Linked DNA regions of Mus musculus: all the other regions are linked to region 1. A link is a contact called in public promoter capture Hi-C data. All regions are on one chromosome and are shown on one strand. Each heading gives the region's core, a stretch centred on a gene start, on an enhancer-like site or on the middle of the called end of the contact. The rest is flanking DNA. Distances are from core to core; before and after follow the strand shown.

Region 1 (3,332 bases), core at 495-2,994:
GGTGAAAACTAATTATACTAAACTGTCAACAAAGGCAAAATAATGTATGACTGTCTACATTTTAAATATATATAGAAAACAATTAATAAATTTCAGCATGTATTAAATATTAGCAGACAGATGAGTAAAACTTAAGAAAATATGTCAAATATTTTAAATACTTGATGAGATATATTTAAATTTTAAATATAAAAATAATACTAGACTTAATAGGCAATCTGGAGGTCTTTTAGATAATAGTATTGAAGTGTCATGGTTTTAAATGGAAAGCAAGTTCAGTTGTTCACTGAATGCAAATGAATATATGAAACAAAAACACAATGTGTGGCTAAAAAGAAAATCTAAGTAATGAAACCTATAAAAATATTCTAGCTTTTGTTGAATTAAAGTTTAGAAATAATGCTGATGTACAACAATTTGCTTCTTCGAAACGTTTAAGTGCACTTCCTAAACAGAAGCAGCCAAGCTCTGTTCTTTGCTCAAAAAAAAAAAAAAATAGCATCACATTAGACTGTTTTCTTCGGGACAGTGCTCTACGGGCAAGTATCCTGGGAACCCAAGGAATGGAATAACAGAAGACTCCAATTTTTGCAATTAGAATGAAACCGTGTGTAGCGGCCCTTGGAGCCCAAATTTCAGAACCAAAGCACGAAAGCGTGTGCAAAGCTTCCTTCCGGGAATGATGCAAAAGCTGTCACCACAGAAACCAGGTCCAACTCCAGCGCAGTCCCAGAGGCGGGAGAAGACGGGACGCTGGCAGGGGCAGAGGAAGAGGAACTTAAGCTACCTTCCCCAGGAGTGCTGCGACAGGTGTGAGGGCGCCCGGAGAAGCCGGCATGGCTTTAGTGGGAAGGTTAACCCGCAGTCGCTCGGAGACGCTAGGGACCCTCTCCCTAGAGCAAGTACCAGGCACCGAGGCAATGTTTATCCCATGTCAGTTCACAACTTCGGGTCGAGAACTTGGACCTAGGAGGCAGGGGACTAACTGCCTGCGGGTCCTCTCCTGCACGCGCCCATTCATCCCAGCAACCAACGGTCGCAGAAGGCTAGGCTTTAAAGTCCCTGTGTCCCCCGACATCCTCCTGCCCAGCACGGGAGCTCAAGAAATACCTATTGAATGAACCCTTGCACGGACGGGTGCTAAGAATGGAACTAAAGTGAGAGAGGACACTCAAGAGGCAGCTAGCGTGTGGGGAGGGCCCTCGGCCAGAGTGCATCGTCGCCATTCGTGTGGGTCCGGGTGGTGGCCCCCACCCCAGGAGCTGGCCTGGTCCCGCGGGCCGGCTGGCGGGCGGGCGGCGGGCACGCGCACAGGGCGCAGGCGCGAGCAAGGCCGCGGCCTGAGGCGAGCCAGGCCAAGGCTGGGGAGGACGCAGTGCTGGACAGCGCTCCGCTCCCCGAGGGCCCGACACGCCCGACCCGGACCACGCTTTCTGCAACCCAGGGAGCCGGGTCCGCTGGAGGACTGACCTTCCCCGAGGTGCCGTCCCCCAGCACGACGATTTTCAGTTGCCGGTCCTGGCTCTCCTCCTCAGAGTCTGACATGGTGTCCGAGGATGCTGGCCTGCCCCCGAGGTGGAGGACGGGAAAGAGGAGGCCTCCGGGGGCGGGGGTGAGGAGGCCGGCGGGCTGCACGAGCGGGTCCCCCGCCCCGGCGTCTCCTCCGCCCTGAAGGAAGCCAGGGAGAATCACTCACCGGCCGCCATCTTGCCCTCCTCCCCTCCCCCAGCAGGGCTCCGCCCCCCGGAAAGCCCCGCCCCTAGCGTCACTCAAAAGACGTCCCGTCCCCGCTCCAACCATCACACTGCAATGGGGGAGTACGTAGACGCAGACCGGGCGTCCCGGTTTGCTCGTGGGGAACATTGGCTAGGAGACAAAAGCAAGTTTTTTTTTTTTTACAGTGAAGTGAAACCACATTAGAGAAGAGTAGCTCTCGGGTGCCCTGTCCTTCTTTCTTGTTTTCATGAGGTCTGAGAACATAACTCACATGATTGATTTAGTCCAAGGGGGCGGGGACATGGTGAGGTTTTGTTGCCATGGAAGCCTGGAGCCTGAAAGAGGCGCGGGGGCGGGGTCTGTTTCTGGGCAGCCGGGGACGCTTCGGGCTGCGCGTGCACAGGATCCTTCCTGTCGGTGAAGGTGAGCACCCACCAGGAGGTTGGTATGCTAGTGGAGCTGCTGGAAACTGCTAAGGCCACAGCTGAGGGGGAGACATTTAGAGTGACCTGGGGCTCTAGTGCTGGCTCCTTTTACCCTCTTTAACTCTTCGCGTTCTAAAGACCCAGACTCTAATTTCATTAGTAAGACAGAACTGAGTGAACCATCATAGTCTTTACCTCTGCAAGCCTCAGAGTGGCCCTGGAGCCCTGGGGTTCCCGTGTCGTTAAAACAACCTTCCATAGTAGGATCAGGGCCTCCTTTGCCTGTGTTACCTTCAGGATCTCACAAGTGTAGTTTGCTGGAGGAAAATTGTTGTGTATGAAGTTCCAGAGAATGATGCTGCTATATAAAATGAAACCAGTTGTGTGTAACAACAGTATTTTAAATATCTGTGACAAGCTAAGAGCATTTAAATGAGAGTTTAAATATTTAAAGCCATTGTTTGTAAAGTAAAAAGGGGAAAGATCTTGTGTATAAGACTTGAACATTTCCAAGAAACAATCTAAAGGAAAATAGAAGTAAAACACAAAATACAAAAATGTCATTGGATTCTCAGGTACAGCATTCATAACAGGACCAGGTAGTAGACCCCTGCAAAGAGTAAACAAAAAGTTGTGAGAAGAATCCCAGGCATTTTATGAAATCAGGGATCTTTGCAAATACAACACTGGTTTTAACATAGCTTTTCGGGATTATTACAAACTATTTTAATACCTGCACATTCAAGGAGTGTGTTCATTCATGAAACACCTAAACTATAGATGGGTAACATCTAGTCCTTAGAATAATCTCTCATAGTTTCTCACTGCAAATTCCAACTAACTACATCCTAATACCATTGCTCTACCATGTATGACTTCTCAGATCAAACCAAATCTCCCCACACTAAAGATGTTTAAGGTGACTCAACAATGCTTAATCTTTCAAGTATCAGTGATCGTTGCTTTCTTCACAACACTTCTGAGCATTGAGGACATAGAAGAGAACAAACCTATGGGACTTAGTCTGAAGGGTGTAGTAGTAGACTACATCACGTAAAGATATCAAGGTCTCCTTAGCGAATAGTAGCCTGTGTAAAAGATGTAATTTCCAGATGTGATTACAGATCTAGTAACAAGAAGACTATCTAGTAAGACTTCAATTCATTCACATATATCCTTATAAGGAAGAAA
Region 2 (3,332 bases), core at 566-3,065, 4.0 Mb after region 1:
AGCAACAAACATAAAAGTGTTCTCAAATCTAGTTTATATAATCTGCTTCATTTCGAAAAGAGTACTTTGTTATAGTCTGTCAGGTCTGTATTTAACTGAGACAGGAGAGGCTAGCTTTTAATTTTCCTGTCTTTTTATATTTTTGTTGTTTTCATTTCAAAGAGTCTGCATGTTAAAAAAATCAACAAGAGGTATAAGACATACAAACTTTACATACACTAATTATATTGCTATTTTCTTTTATATTTCATGTATATACAAAACAAATTAAGCACATCTAGTCTAAACATTTTCCCGTATAGTTGTTTTCAAGAATTACTTATCTAAAATTTGGAATCCAAGAACCTTATGGTGTACATTGTTTAGTTTTTGTTATTTTCTTAAGCTTATCAAAGACACAAATTTATTCCTATATGTATTTGTTCTTTCTCACAGAATAAAAGTAAGAGTCAAGAACTATGTAAGCTTTACAATGAGATTATGCTGTATGAATTTAATGTAGCATATTGGAAAAGTTCCACGATTACGATGTCCAAAGCATACCAAATCCATACAACATTCGTTACTAAAATCCACAACTCTAATCAAAACATAGTCATACTGACCTCTGGTGGTCAGATTCCTTATATTTCACTGATACTGAAATAACTAGATAAAATACTCATGAGACATTTTTTTTTTAATCAACAAAACAATAAAGGCAGCAAGCACCTAAAATGAAAGGTCACAGATTGTCACAAAATATTAATATGTTCTAAGTTTTAGTTTGTCTGTTTACATAAAAAACAAATGACACACACACACATATTGGTTCTCATCTTATTATCATTTATTTAAAGTTTTATTTATCTTGTATGTGTGGTACATGCATGTTTAGGTCAGAGACAGACATTGAGTGTTTTCACTGATTACTTTAGACCTTACTGTTTGAGAAAGGCTCTCAGCCACCCTGAAGCTTGCTACTTTGGCAGATCAATGAGCCTAAGATCCACTGTCTGGCTCTCAGCACCCTCAAGTGCTAGGACTACATACAAATGTTAACATCTGGTGTTTGTATGTGAAATATCACATGTGACTTCAGATCCTCATGTGTGTTCAGCAAGCACTTTACCCATGAATCATTATCTCCCCAGGTCCTCTAGGGATTCCCAGAGTACCTACAGAACAACATAGTCTGGAGGCAGCCCTCTTCCTGATACGTGTCACCAATGTAGATTTCCAGTACAGACGGAATAGGTGGCTGCATTTATGTTTCCCAAGTCATCAAGCAACACACCAAGTAAGTTTCCCGGTTTTGGAGTGGTATGTCCTATGTCCCAGGTGAGGCATTTAGAAATAATTTTATATATCCAGCACGCGATCTTAGTCAAGACCCCCAAATTCCTTTTATACTGTCTGCGTTCTCCTCTGCTTAGCAGAGTTGTTAGGCAGATTTGTCAAGCACATCCGTCACGCTGGAGCATCTCCAAGCGGCTGCAGCCTAAACTGACCCTGCCTTTCTCTTCCCAGTCCCCCAGACTGTCTCATCGCGGACGGGCAGTTCCCGCCCGGACCCACGGGGTCCGAAGGACTGCGGAGGCCCTCGTCCAGGACGCCCTCGGAAAGTTTGACATCCCCAAGCCCCGGGCGGGCTCCGTACGACATCTCCCAAACGACTCCTTCGCTCGGGATTTACCCGTTCTCAGCCAGTCGCTGCGGCAGTCCTCCGCTTTCTCCCTTCACTCCCAACCACAAGATCCCGCAAGGCACCGAAGGCCACCAGTTTAATTCAGAAAGCTGAACGCCCACTTCAGGCGCGCTCCTCCACAGCACTACTTCCGGCCCCGCCCATGCCTCCCATACAAACACCTTTTCCTATTGGGAGAGCGGCAGGCCACACCCCAGGCGTCCCAGCAGCGGGGCGGAGCGGAGGGTGGAGTCAGCTCCGGGACCCTCAGGTCTCCGCTCTCCGACCCTCCCTCCGGCGGAAGTCTCGCGAGATCTCATCCTCCCGCGATAGTTGTTTGAAAACTCTGGCGCTAACCCGTCACTCGGAGCCTTGCAGGGCTAGGGTGTCGGAAGCCGCGGGAAACTGAGTCCTCCTCGGATCGCGAACCACAGTCTCTCTCGGGCAGTTCCCGTCCCGGCGCCATGGCAGCGCAGAAGAAGCGGCTTTCTGTGAAGGAGGCGTTTCAGCTGGCGCAGCAGCCGCACCAGAACCAGGCGAAGCTGGTGGTGGCGCTGAGCCGCACGTACGGCGCGGTAAGCGGCCTGGCTTCGGCTTCCGGGCTTCGCCTTCTGCCCTTGCGCGCCCCGCGACGGAGGGATGGGATCCGAGGCTCGCCCGAGGTCTCCCGGCCACAGCCAGTGAGCAGAACGCCCGGCGTCGGCCACACGCAGTCACCCGTCTTCTCCATCCTCATCCCGCCAGGGGATGCGGGGAGTTATCCGTTATCCTCAGTTCCTCAGTGACTTGTTGATCTGCGCAGGGAATCTCAGACGCCTTTATTTCCTTGGAGGTCTCTGGTTCATCTCAGGCAATCGATGAAGTTGTTTCAACCAACTCCTAAGCTTTAAAACCACCTTCATTTCACCAGCTAGGGAAACCATAAGCACCCAGTCTTTCCCGTACATGGCAATTGTGTGTCGAGTGTAGCGGCGGGGAATTACTGGACAGCGAATGTGAGGAAGATACATTGTTTTGGAGTTCACGGAAAGTTAAGGACATATAAAAGTGATCAAGGGTAGGGAGCAAAATGTGTAAGTTATGACAGAAGGAAATTGACGGATGCTAGGAAGGCCTAAGTAAAATAAACACAAAGCTGTTGATTTTGAGTCATTTATGGCGAAGCTTGTTTTGCATTAATCCGGTAAGAAAAATACCGATAATCCAAAGGCGTTGAGAGAAAAATGAGATAATTTTGCACTGTTCAGATTTATGCTTTGTGTTTTCTCAGAGGTACAAATTATATACTGAAGAGAAGTTTGTGCGGATATATTTTCCCTTCCTTGATTTGGATAATTGATAGTTTATTAAGAAACCTTAGAGTTTAACCTAAGGGTAACACTTTCAGCAGTATTATGGCAGTGTTGGGAATAAAGAATTTTTATTAATGCAGCTTCTGGAGGCGTTTCTTCTCTCTTTCAGATGGATGATAAAACAGCTTTTCAGGAGGAGTTTATTCATTACCTTAAGTATGCTATGGTGGTATATAAGCGTGAACCTGCCGTGGAGAGGGTCATGGACTTCACAGCCAAGTTTGTTACTTCATTTCACCAGTCTGATGAGGAAGAAGAGGAGGAAGAGAACGATGGTGGCATTTTAAATTATTTGTTTACTTTTCTCTTACAGG
Region 3 (3,332 bases), core at 341-2,840, 3.8 Mb after region 1:
AGATTCTCTTTAAACCAGAGACTTGGTCTTTGTATCTTCTTTTTTATTAGGAGCAGGCTGATGTCTCCACCCCATGCCAAGCCTATGCGCTTCCTGATCCCGATGTCCCTTTAATTATCTTTCTACTTCTCATGCAGTTTATTATCAGGAAATCCCACTGGCAGCTGGCCTGGTCTTTAATTAAATGCTGCAACCTCAACTGGACTTTGATCATACTTTCATTCAAATATTTATGAGCACCTTGTTTGCATAGGCCCTAGATATGGACTAGATGCTAGATTTTGGCATGAATACACAGAAGTGAAAGCCACGTCCTACACACACACACATACACACACACACACACACACACACACACACACACACGAGCAGGATACAGGTGATTAGCAATTTGAGACAGGTTGCTTTGGGAGTAGGAGACATAAAACCCACAGTGGGATGGTCTGGAGGCATTTCTTGTGGAAGAAATGTCCTTAAACAAAATAAAAAAGGCAGAAGGAACTTGATCTTATTACGTTAGTAACCTTTTTATCACCAGGACAAAACTTTCTGAAGCTGTCAAATTAAAAAGAGGAAAGACTTTAGTTCCTAGCTCCAGAGGTTCCCGTGGTCATTCAGTGCACGGGTTTAGGGCCAGCATAGCAATTATGCTGAACACATACGATGGGATGCCTCTTCATCTGTGGTGAATCAGAGACAGGCAGCCGGGTCCTGGGATCACAGCATTTTCCTTGAAACCTCCCAACTTCTTTCTACTAGGTCCCATGTTCTACGTGTTCCACCTCCTCCCTGCAGCACCACGAGCTGCTGACCAAGAGCTGCTGACCAAAGCTTTAAAATATGAGCCTTGTCAGTAGTGAGGGTGGGCTACTAATGGGGACAATCATGGCCCATATCCGGATGTCTACATAAGACACTCTTCAAAACAGTTTTTGTAATCACTGTACTTCTTGCCCTTATTGGATAATGAAGGATGGCAGATATGCTACATTAAAGTATGCCACTTGAGCATCAATATTTTGCACCTAAAAGGCACTTGAATAGAACTAAATGCAAGAAGAGCCATCTTTGGGTCTCCCAAACCCCAAAGCAGAACGTCAAACCACCATGTAAACTACTGCTACCCCAAATACTTTTACCCGAGGTGAGGCGTTAAGGAAGCTAGAAATCTGCCCAAATGAACCTTATTTAGCTAATTATTACATTCTTTTTGTTTTCCTTTATGCTTAGTTACTTTTTCATAACTATTTACTATTCAATATAAGCACTTGGACCTGATCACTTTCAGGATCCTCATTTTCCTGTAAGGGCTTCCATGTATACACAAACTTGTTAAATAAAATTGACATACTTCTGTTAAACTGCCTTAAACCAAATTCTCAGGCTTCCCACGCGAGCACGAGCAAGCCGACACGCCCCTGAGCCCGCAGAAACCACGCCCACGACGCCGGCCCGCAAGAACAGAAGCCCCGCCCCCAAGGGCCTGCCGCCCTTCCCTAAGGCTCAGTAGCGGGTCTCCGCCCAGTTGCCGACGGCCCCGCCCCCAAGGCCCCGCACAGGTCCGGCTTTCCAAGCGCGCGTCCGGCGACCCCGGAGGTCCCGCCTCCAGGCGCGCGCCCTGCCACGCGCCACGTGCTCCTTCTCTGGAGGGCGGCGCCGAGGGCCGAGCCGAGAAGATGTACTTGCTGCCCCTTCCGGCTGCCGCGCGAGTCGCGCTCCGCCGCCTGGGAGTGAGAGGTCTCTGGGATCGGGGTCTGTCCACCGCAGACATGACGAAGGTGAGTGGAGGCGGCTCGCTCTCGGGCGGCCGCGCGAGCCCTGGCGGCGGGCAGCAGGGTGACCCGGCGTATCCAGGCCGCGATGTGTCGGACGGACGCATCAAGTTGCAGAAATGAGCTGAACAGAAAAGTTCCCTGGGTTTGCAGGACACCAGCCTGGGCCCGGCTTGCGACGAGGGCGGCCGATGCTGTTTGCCGAGGGCGCGTCCTTTCTTCCTAACTGGACAGTGCTGGGTTCTGAAGGCTGAGCAGAACCGCTCACTCCACCTAACCAGTGTTTACTGACTCCTCTAACTGAGCTCTGAAAAATTACACGCGCCTAGTTCGCCAATTCTTTTAGTTCTCACAGAGACCCTAGAAAGGACGACGGTAGGATTGTCCCAAAGCCTGCTACGCTTCCAGAGTAGCCAGTCACAGGGCCTGGACCCCTCCCCCCGCTGAAGTGAAGTGGAAGGCCCTGGGGGAGGAAACTGCTGGATTGGGTTTCTGTCCTTTTAGGGGAAAGGGTTTTATTGAGAGAGGTCATCTTGAAATTGGAAGAGGGTCTTCTCCATAGTCTGAGAAATTATGAAGGACCCTCAGATGGGAAAAGTCTGGAAGGGCTCATTGGAGTACTTCCAGGTCATACTTCCAGGACCTGGTGAGGGAGGAATGTTCCAGATGGAGCTTTGAACTCAGGTCGCCTGCAGTTATCACAGATAGCAGAGGAGTTAGGCAGACACCTTTCCAGCCCTGGCCGGTAACATTGGATTGTCCCAGGTTGGTCTCATGGAACCCCAGAATGAACAATCTTGGGAAAGTTAGAACCTAGCACTTACCATTGCTAAGGACGCCTGTTTTCTTCAGTGGAAAGATGGGTCCGGAGTACCTGGGGTGTTTTTTGGAAAGGGCCCTGACCAGAAAGAAGGCATGTGCACTGTCAAAGTTTAACTACGCAGGAGCTCCAGTGTCAGGGACTAGGTTTCCTTATCTGGCAAATGAGAGAAAAGTACTCCTTGAAGTGGCCGTAAGGGAGGCAGTATTTTAAAAGTCGTAAATTGCCTTGTGAAGTCAAATGATGAGCAGTGGTTTTACATCCTTATTTCAGGTGTTTGGGGCGGGGAGCGTGTGACAGAAATGTGGAGCCACACCATTAAGTGCTTGGCAGAAGGCCCTGCTTCTTCTGCCCTCTCTGCAAAGTCACACACTTTCCCTGATTGACAGGGTACTAAACAATGTGGACATCCCTGATCTGAAATTTGAAGCACTCCAAAAACTGAGTGTTCACTCACTTCTGAATGTCTGTAGGAAGTCCTGCAGCTAACCCTTGAGTGGACAGAGTCAAAACACAAGTATTTTAAACGACCGAACCCTGAGACAGTAGATCTGAAACAAGTGATTTTCAGGTTTAGGGTTGGCCCAAGATGTCTCACATAACCCAGTTCCAGTCTTGCCCTGGTAGGGATTTTAGCTGCTGCGGTGGAGGCTGCTGCTCTGCTCTTGGCCTCTGCGGAAAAAGACAGTTTTAATGGGATTGCTTGCCCCTTCTGCATCTGGACAGCCAATGCTTTCTGG
Region 4 (3,332 bases), core at 225-2,724, 3.5 Mb before region 1:
GCTAAAATTGAAACCAAGAATATGATAGCAGAAAGATCACTGTGAAAGACATCAAACAATGCAAATACCATGGTGAGAAAGGCAAGGAGAAGTGGGGGGTGGGGAAAAGCTTGGATGAGGTAAATGAAGGGAAGAGGAGCCCACACCAGAATTTTAACCAAAAGGCTCCCACGGCAGAGTTTGGTGGGGTAATTCTGTCAGGCAGTTAACACTGGTGGATGATTTGTGGGAGGTTTGCCCTGAAGCTGTTTATATCAAGCTTTACAGGGGTCCTTAGGCGTTGTTAACTACTGTGCCTATCTTTATGCCTTTTTCTGAATGTATGTGCAGATATATGTGCATGTTTTGTGTAGACAAGGGTGCATATGTGTGGAGGCCAGAAGCCAGCCTCAGGCATTGTTCCTCAGGAGTCGTCCACCTTGTTTTTTTTTGAGAAAGGGTCTCTTACTGAGGTGTGAGGCTCACTGATTTCAGGAATCCACCTATCGCCACCTCCCCAGTGCTGGTGTTACAAGGGCATACCACCTAATGGGCTCTTTATGCATTCCGTTGCGTTCTCCAGAACCTCAGAATTTGAATACCTGTAGCAATTACACCCTTAAGAAGGCAACTGTATTTTAAAAATTAAAAAGAGCCTCTTCGGATGGGTTCTGTGGCAGAAATGCCTGAGCTGCGATGGCACAGAGGGAAGACTGTGTGGGGATACAGCAAGAGTGACCACCAGTAAGCCAGGACAGTCCTCTAAAGCAAGCAAACCCGATGACACCACATTCATGGCCCGCCGTCCTCTAGAAGTGTGAGAAACTAAAGCTCTCTCATCTGAACCACCTCATCTGTTGTCCCTTGCTTTAGGAGCCACAGCAAACAGGAGACGTCTCTGTCACCAACAAACGCCCACGCCTGGGTTGAGGTTTCTCACAATACTGTTCATAGCCTGCTGGACGTTCATTCAGTCATTTAAGCAACAGTGCCCACTAACGTATACCAGATGCTGTCTTTCCCACAGAGGCGCGCCCAGCACCTGCCGTGGTCCCGAGGAGTAGGCGCTGCAGTAATAGCATCCTACAGATGGAACACCATGGCACCTAGGATCACGCGGTGAGTGAGGCAGGGGGCGGCTTAGGGGCCCGGGGAAATAAGCGCCTCTCCTATCTCGGGGCGACGCAGACACCAAGAGCGGCGCAGACCGCAGCAAGGGTGACTGCAGGAAGGAGGAGGCCCGGCTCCGGTGCCCGGAGCTTAGCTTTGTGCTCCGCCGAGCCCCATCACACAGCGCTGCGAGTAAGCCGCGCGCACCCTACCCGCGCCAACCCACGGGAGTCGAGTGTCCCGGGCCGCCTTACCCGCGGAGGCCGCTCTCGCCCGGCCGCCTCCCTGACACCCTTTCTCGTCGCACTCTCGGTGTCAACTGCAGGACTCCAACCGCCTCGGAACCATTCCGACAACGCCCCCTCGGCAGCTCATCGGCAACTTCCGCCGCCGTCACTTCCGTCTGGGAGGGGCGTGGCCTCTGCGCGCACGCGCGTTGGCGCGCGCCGCCGGGATTGAGTTCTGCGCGGGGTGGCTGGGCGAGCCGGTGGCGGTGCTACGCTGGGTGGCTGCCGCTCCACGTGCTCCCGGCGGCCGGTTGAGACCGTTGGCGGGGTCGGCTGACAGGTGAGAACTGCTTGGAGCCCCGGGACATGGAGGAAGGGCGATGGTGGCATGGCTGCCTTCCTTGAGGACTCGCTCGCGGGCAAAACCTAGCCTTTTGAGTTCCTGGAGATATTGCATCCCGGTTTTTAGTCCGGCACTCGGGGCCGGCCAGATGGTACGGTTAGTCCTCAGCGCACAGGGCTTATAGACCTGCTGGCTGATGGGGAGAGGGCTTTTCTCTGAGGCTCGAGAACTAGGTCCGGAGGAAGGACCTTATGGCTCCTGGAGCTCAGAGGACCAAAGACCTAAGTGCCCGCGAACCCCCAAATATCGATCTAGATACAAGCTACTTAACCTAGTGGTGCCCAGCTCCACGTCTGTCCAAAAGGGATACCAGAGAATCTAATTTAGGGTGTGTGTGAAGTTTACAGGGGTAAAAGGCTTGGCGTATAGTGGTTGCTCAGCATGTGTCAGGATTTTTCCTGCAGCAGCTACCTCCTAGGAGATAGAGGTAAGAGAGATGATAGGGGTCTATGTGCCCGAAAGCCTAGCTTCTGCCCAGCGAAGCCCAGGGATATGAAGCCTGCTCAAATTGTGTCAAGAGTTTAGTGTCTACCGTAGTGCCTAACACCTGCAAGTTATTCATATGAAGCTGTGGTGAGGAGACTTGAACTGCCTCTACCGAAGCAGGGGCATGGCTTGGATTCTTTGAGCTTCAGTGGAAACATGTGGCCCACTCATAGTCTTCCCCTGGGGTCCCAAGAGGGTGGAGATATGTGCTGTTTTTTTATCTTTTAGTGTACCTGTGATTTCTAGGAATTCTGGAAGGAGCTTGTGCCTAGTTATAGTGGGCCGACTCCCTATTTCAGAGATGGGGAGAAATTGAAGTTTAAAGGGAGCAGTTGCCTGCCTGGCCTTTAAGATGGCCTGGTTTTAGGGCAAATATTGTCTCTGTGTGTACATGAGTTAAACAAGTGATAGTCCAGTCTGTAAAGTGCTTGACACACAAGCATGAGGACATGAATTTCCATGCCCAGAACCCAGGTTAAAAAGCAAGATGTGGTGACAGAACCCTGTGGCTCTCTATCCAGCTCGCTTAATAAACTCCCAGTGAGAGAGAGAGAGAGAGAGAGAGAGAGAGAGAGAGACAAGGTAGGGGGCTGGAGGCATGGCTCAGGGATTAAGAGTATTTGCTGTTCTTCCAGGGGACCTGAGTTCAGTTCTCAGCACCCAGAATCTAAGAGATCTATATTAGTCGGGGTTCTCTAGAATCACAGAACTTGTGGGATATCTACATATTAGGGGAATTTATTGTAATGACTTTTATAGTCTATAATCCAACTAACCTAACAATGTTAGCTATGAATGGGAAGCCCAAGAATCTAGAAGTTTCTCGGTCCCACAAGGCTGGGTGTTTTAGGTGGTCTTCTGTATATGCTGGAATCCTGAAGAAGTAGGTTCCAAGAGATGTGCTGGCAAGTAAGTGCAAGCAGGAGAAGAAGAGTGAGTCTTCCTTCTTCCAGTGTCCTTATGTGGGCCTCCAGCAGACGGAGTGCCCCAGATTAAAGGTGTGTACCACCGTGCCTGGATTTGGAACTTGCTCTGTCTGTCCCAGACTGGCCTTGAACTCAGAGATCTGCTTGCCTCAGTCTTCCTGGGTTTAAAGGTGTGCTACCTTGCCTGGGCCACTGTGCCTC

What was found. Promoter capture Hi-C pulls out the DNA fragments that hold promoters and counts their contacts.
Region 2: a promoter capture Hi-C map of pre-B cells shows a contact between it and region 1. The contact joins the promoter of 1600023N17Rik here to the promoter of Rab28 in region 1. A contact is called at or near these places in 1 of 39 promoter capture datasets (pre-B cells) and 2 of 484 Hi-C or Micro-C datasets (CD4 T cells and uterus).
Region 3: a contact with region 1 is called in a promoter capture Hi-C map of pre-B cells. The contact joins the promoter of Lap3 here to the promoter of Rab28 in region 1. A contact is called at or near these places in 1 of 39 promoter capture datasets (pre-B cells) and 1 of 484 Hi-C or Micro-C datasets (CD4 T cells).
Region 4: a contact with region 1 is called in a promoter capture Hi-C map of pre-B cells. The contact joins the promoter of Zbtb49 here to the promoter of Rab28 in region 1. A contact is called at or near these places in 1 of 39 promoter capture datasets (pre-B cells) and 1 of 484 Hi-C or Micro-C datasets (CD8 T cells).

What each region holds. Positions count from the first base shown.
Region 1 is chr5:41,706,435-41,709,766 of GRCm38.p6, forward strand. It overlaps Rab28 (RAB28, member RAS oncogene family), which reads right to left and starts at 1,745. Exons shown (of 7, transcript NM_027295.3): 1 at 1,471-1,745. The coding sequence starts at 1,545.
Region 2 is chr5:45,667,893-45,671,224 of GRCm38.p6, forward strand. It overlaps 1600023N17Rik (RIKEN cDNA 1600023N17 gene), which reads right to left and starts at 1,816. Exons shown (of 1, transcript NR_073433.1): 1 at 809-1,816. It overlaps Ncapg (non-SMC condensin I complex, subunit G), which reads left to right and starts at 2,033. Exons shown (of 21, transcript NM_019438.1): 1 at 2,033-2,241; 2 at 3,128-3,331. The coding sequence starts at 2,131.
Region 3 is chr5:45,491,784-45,495,115 of GRCm38.p6, forward strand. It overlaps Lap3 (leucine aminopeptidase 3), which reads left to right and starts at 1,591. Exons shown (of 13, transcript NM_024434.6): 1 at 1,591-1,778. The coding sequence starts at 1,677.
Region 4 is chr5:38,218,980-38,222,311 of GRCm38.p6, forward strand. It overlaps Zbtb49 (zinc finger and BTB domain containing 49), which reads right to left and starts at 1,475. Exons shown (of 8, transcript NM_029162.3): 1 at 1,344-1,475. Lyar (Ly1 antibody reactive clone) reads left to right here and starts at 1,503. Exons shown (of 9, transcript NM_025281.3): 1 at 1,503-1,656.